Linked DNA regions of Mus musculus: region 1 is linked to region 2. Evidence: chromatin contacts called from public HiChIP or PLAC-seq data. All regions are on one chromosome and are shown on one strand. The core of a region is the stretch at or near the end of the contact, and the rest is flanking DNA. Distances in the headings are between cores, read along the strand shown.

Evidence for each region. HiChIP or PLAC-seq counts read pairs in DNA pulled down with a chosen protein or histone mark.
Region 1: an H3K27ac HiChIP or PLAC-seq map of microglia shows a contact between it and region 2, with 5 times the contacts expected there. The contact joins two enhancer-like sites. A contact is called at or near these places in 1 of 115 datasets of contacts at active chromatin or transcription factors (microglia) and 1 of 9 other capture datasets (pancreatic islet).

The regions. Positions count from the first base shown.
Region 1 is chr1:34,288,969-34,291,668 of GRCm38.p6, reverse strand. It overlaps Dst (dystonin), which reads right to left. Exons shown (of 103, transcript NM_001276764.1): 90 at 2,002-2,145; 91 at 1,122-1,310. Among named protein-coding and RNA genes, the nearest start is that of Gm26788, 110 kb to the right of the region's middle. Within about 2 kb of position 1,263, at least 25 of the 459 cell types and tissues checked have an H3K27ac peak or open chromatin away from gene starts, as enhancers often do. A contact at or near this core is called in microglia, where this site is marked.
Region 2 is chr1:34,027,980-34,030,679 of GRCm38.p6, reverse strand. The region is part of intron 4 of Dst (dystonin); the gene reads right to left. Among named protein-coding and RNA genes, the nearest start is that of Mir6896, 88 kb to the left of the region's middle. Within about 2 kb of position 1,414, at least 37 of the 459 cell types and tissues checked have an H3K27ac peak or open chromatin away from gene starts, as enhancers often do. A contact at or near this core is called in microglia, where this site is marked.

The sequences.
Region 1 (2,700 bases), core at 14-2,513, 260 kb before region 2:
AATGATTTCCGGAGAAGGTAAAGCCTGACACCGGACCAAAGGCAAGTTCAAATAAAAAACAAAACTGTCACTTTTCAGTCAGAAAAAACAACATCTGCAGGCCATCCTAGCTATCGGCATCAACTCCGTCTGAATTTCCAAGGTCTTCCACCAGGGGTTTAAGTGAACATGTTCCTGATGCCGTGCATTCTTCCCACACAGTTTAAAAAACTTGAATTGCTTTGCACACAGTGGTGGAAGATGGCCATGTTAAACACAGAGATTCCTACTGGTCACAGGGAGCAGTGAGATTAGTGCGGTACATTTAAAAAGTTACATTTGTAAAGGCTCAGTATCCTGCTACTCCTCATTGCATCTCCTTGGCTTCTTGTTACTGCCGACTGGTCCCTACACGTTGGGTATGTTGGCTGAGGAAAGGCAGAGGCTGCGGTCAAAAGTGACGGGAAAACATAAGGCAGACAAATGTTTCTTATGTTGGGAAACTTGAGCCACCGTGATAATTATAATATCCACATAACCTGAGATACTTTGGGACAGGTAGATACCAATAACACAGATTTAACATTTTAAAATTCTGTTTTTAGTTTTGTGTGTGTGTGTATGTTGTTGCTTGTCAATATATACACCACCTGTGTGTAATGCCTGCAGAGGTCAGAAGAGGGAGCTGCAATTCCCGAAACTGAATTTACATGTGGTTTTGAGGAACTGAATTTAGTTCCTAAGTGTTCTTAACCTTTGAGCCATATCTCCAGCTCCAGTAAACATTCTATGAATCAGGGCACATAGAAAGCCATCATTTCAGCATTTAAAACAGGTGGGGTGCTCAGGGTGAGTAGTCACTCTGAGGACGAGAAGGCACCCCCTTTCTAAGTAGGCTGCATTTGGAATATTCATGGTTGTTCATCTGAGAAGACAGAGGAAAAGCAGATAGGAAACAAGGAAGTAAGTGCAGGCCAGGGCCACAGCAATGAGATCAGACCGCCCAGAGGGAGAGTCAAGTTAAAATAAGACCAGCTGTAATGCAGCTGCGGGCCAAGAGGCTCACTAGTCTGGGAACGGGTTGGAGAAGCCTAGCAACAAGAGAAAGGAGACACCCGAGGGGATGGATTGAGTTTCTTTACCTGGTGTTCTGCAATGAGGGTTTTCACCTCTTCGATCTCCTGGGGGATAACTTCCTTATCTTTCTCGGTCAGTGTGGTTTCCGCCCACTGTAGCCATGCCAGCAGAGTCTCCAGCAGCTCCTGCTTGGCGATGAGCCCAGCCAGCGCCCCTGCTAACCTCTGCTGGTGCTGCTTCGCCCAGGCCAGCACCTGTTGCACGGACACACAGCTCGCTCAGGTTCTTGCAACTTAGTTTCATTAATGTAAACCACACCCATTTAAAAAGTCAACTAGGATCCTTCTGAGCTAGACCTAGGAAGCTTTCTGCTAGTCTAGATCTGGCCAGTGGCTCTCAGATCCAGCCTGAGGAAGCACCGAGTCCCCTTTCGAGGATGTCTGTCCTCAGGAAAATGTTAGCCATGTACCTAGCATCCAGGTTTACTCCTGTTTATCCCTTGGGCTTTCTCATGTTCAAGTATACCTTCTCTAAAGCATGCCTACTCCAGGCAGCTTTCAGAAGCGGCAGAATCTAAAGTGCTAAAGATCTTAAACAGGAGCTCAATTCCCATCGAGTTCTTCCATTCACTCCCACAAGCACACAAGGCCCCCCCACTCCTGGAACATTCTTCAGCGAGGCATTATTCCCCAGACACAGTGGAAAGGTGGGACAAAACCCATGGCAAAGCAAACATCTGCCATTTAAGGTCTCACAGACACCACTTGCAGGACCTGTAACGTTTCTAGTTAACGGCTCCTTCAGGGGCTGACACACTTGAGAGGAATCTACGAGACGCTTCCCCACGAAGGCCTGTCTTCCCACAGTCGGCCTGGGCTGGAGGATTCCCGTTTCCCCGCCCCCTGCACAGTCGCCCCTACCCCAGATGACGTCAGACGCACTGACCTCTTCAAACCTGGCCTGGATGATCGTGATCCAGTGCTTAATGGTGGTAATGGAGTCAGGGTGGCAGACGGCCAGAAGAGCGTCCCCCATACCGGTGGCCTTACTTAGTTCTGCCCTTTTCTCTTCCAGTCTCTTCATGAACTCCTGCAGCGGGCGGAGCAGACACTTCCGTTAGCTGTCGGCCCTTGCTGTGACATTCACTTCATGTTGTGTTACAGAAATGAGGTAGGACTTCAGTCTGGTGTAGGGTCTAATGCTGGCCGGCTGCCAGCCCGCAGTGGTATAAGCTCGACTTCTAAGTACTGAGCTGATTCTAAGATTCACCATGAGCCTGACACTTTCCCTACTCTTACAGTCTCGCCTCACGGGTAGTAAACAGTGTACAAAGCACTTTGGTCCTCCAGGCCATGCCGGGCAAGCCTGCACCACTATCAACAGGGAGGCAACGTTTCCTTGCTATACTCAACCAATCTCTGAGGAAGGGCAGCAATGAAAGTCAGAAGCAGATGATGTAACACACGCTACAGCAGAATGAGGGACTTCCAGCGTGACCTTGAAGGGCAAGGTTATTTAAAAAAATGGTGTTTAAAAAAAAATCTTTCAAGTGAATCAGAAATGTGCGGACATCAATACTGCATTGGGGGGGGGGGGGCGGGGTAAGCACTGTGAATATCTGACGTTCCCAGTCAAAGGTTAAGA
Region 2 (2,700 bases), core at 165-2,664:
ATTGTTGTGACCTTCTGACATTACTTAACCTACGTCAATATCAAACGAGCCCGTAGTTACTCCAGCTGAAACACAAGATTAACTTTCCACACTGTTAAGTCAGGCAGCCAGTGCCTTCCATTTGCTGGCCGCATGTCCTGCGGGGACGTGATACAATACATGCACGAGGAACGTATTAAAGTGACCAGCTAAACGAAAGCTTCAGTTCATATCAGAAGTGTGGCATGGCAGCGTTTACACACCCAGAATGAATCCTGACAGGAGCAGGCTGGCTGGACCTTGACGACTCACTGTGCTTATTTAGAGCAAGGGAGATGAGGTGGCATTCCATGTGAGTCTAGGTGCTGGGCGCAGTATAATTAAGGACTAGAAGTCTTACCCCAGAGATGGAAACACCTGGGCTAAAGTTACAACTCTGCTACCAGCAAGTCCTATGAGCCTAACGTTCAGACACAGCATGCTGGTGCTAGCAAGCCAGTAAGCAATATCCCTCCATGGCCTCTGCATCAGCTCCTGCTTCCTGACCTACTTGATTTCCAGTCCTGACTTCCTTTAGTGATGAACCGCGGTTTGGAGGTGTAAGCTAAATAAACCCTTTCCTTCCCAACTTGCTTCTTGGTCATGATGTTTGTCCAGGAATAGAAACCCTGACTAAGACAAATTACCTCCTGTAACCCCCTCCTGTGTGACCCCAGCACTGGGTCTGCCGTTACTCAGAGCAGAGGTACTGCCCACCACCATAAGAATTACTCCCGGGGCTGGTGAGATGGCTCAGTGGGTAAGAGCACCCGACTGCTCTTCTGAAGGTCCGAAGTTCAAATCCCAGCAACCACATGGTGGCTCACAACCATCCGTAACGAGATCTGACTCCCTCTTCTGGAGTGTCTGAAGACAGCTCAGTGTACTTATATACAATAAAAATAAATAAATCTTTAAAAAAAAAAAAAAAAAAAAAAAGAATTACTCCCTGTCTGCCCTACTCTGATAAAAGAATTTTATTAAACTGACCCAGGTTTAATGATCATGCAAATAGGAATATTAAAACCAGTGGGAAAACACACACTGATTTCCATATTTCCTAACCTGATGCCAAGGTCAGTGTACACACTCTTGTCTTTGCCAAGTTCAGTTCAGAGATTCCACTGAACAGAAGGAGTGGTTAGACAAATTCTGTATTAAGGACTTTGAGATCAAATCAACATTTCTACAACCCATCTATTAAAACGAATATCTGCCAGGAGTGGTGGTAGACACCTTTAATCTCAGCACTAGGGAGGCAAAGTCAAGTGGATTCTGAGTTCGATGCCAGCCTGGTCTAAGTAGAGAGTTCTGAAATAGAACACACAGAGAACCTGTCTCAAATGACAAACGACAAAGTAAAAAAAGAAAATCTATGCCTAGTATGTGTGGGTGTGTGTGTGTGTGTGAGAGAGAGAGACAGACAGACAGACAGAGACAGACAGAGAGAGAAAACGAGAGTGAGCCAGAGCCTGTTTACTTTTTAAGGGACTTTTTAAAGAAGAAAAGGTATTTCTCTCACGAGAAAAACCTGGTAGCAGGTACTAGGTTTATTTTTTTTTTTAATAACTGAGAATACAGACAATATACATGCAAGCACAAATTTTAGACAGTGGAGAACGGAAAGTACAGACAACCTCTCAAAGGGGGAAGCAGACAAGCTGAGTCCTACTGTTAACTTCCCCAGCTGACTGTCTGGGGAGTTTCCAGGCACCAGTGCACAGGAAACATGGGGTAAGGACACAGCACGGGACAGTAGTCCCCTTCAAGTGAAGAAAGCCATTCATCCAAGTGGGGTAAGACAACATGAATGTACCAGAAAACCAATAGATACTCAAAAGCAAGCGTCAAAGAGCCGAGGGGCTGTGTCTTGCCCCAGGTGTGCACACACGTGTAAGGATATGCACACTTGCAGAGAGAGAACCATCAACTGCCCAAGCCACACAGTGCCATCCTATGTTTAAATGAGCCAGAGGACTTGACAGCTACTGCCTGGTAATAAGATTCTCTGCATTACCAACAAATGTGTACAATGTGTCAGCCAGCTTGTCTGTGACCATGGCTGTTGTCTAAGGATACCCTCCCACTCAGAGCTGCTACTCGGAAAGTTTTCTGTGCTTCTGGCCTTACGGTATCTCTGTTTAAATCAACCCCATCTCCTACTTTTCTCTTGTCATCATCCACTGTGGTAACGGTTCACTTTGCTCATCTTCCTATATGATGAATTATGTACCTCAAAGTGGCAAAGACTTATGTGCAAACTCTACGCACAGTGTAAGGTGATCTGAATGCTTCCTACAAGTTAGAAGAGTTACTGCTTATTTGAACTTGGCAGCCTTGCAAGTGACAGTCTGGTTATTGTACTTAAAAGCAGCTATTACTTAGAGTAAACTGATTTAAAAAGCCCTCATTAAAAGAAACTCACTCGCTTGGTTTTTAAATATATATACTGAACATTTATAATACGCCCAGGATTATCACAGTAGTGGACATATTTAGGGGATTTACATATTTTCTGTGGCTTCCCAAACTCCGGAAGTATTCCATCTTCTGCTTTATAATACTTCTTTTAAATGTAAAATGAGCTTTTTCTCTCTGTTTTGAACTTCTACATCATCTCTTAAATCAGGTACCTTTTATAATTCTGGGGATCACTTTTATTCCAAAGAAACACTGGTTTTC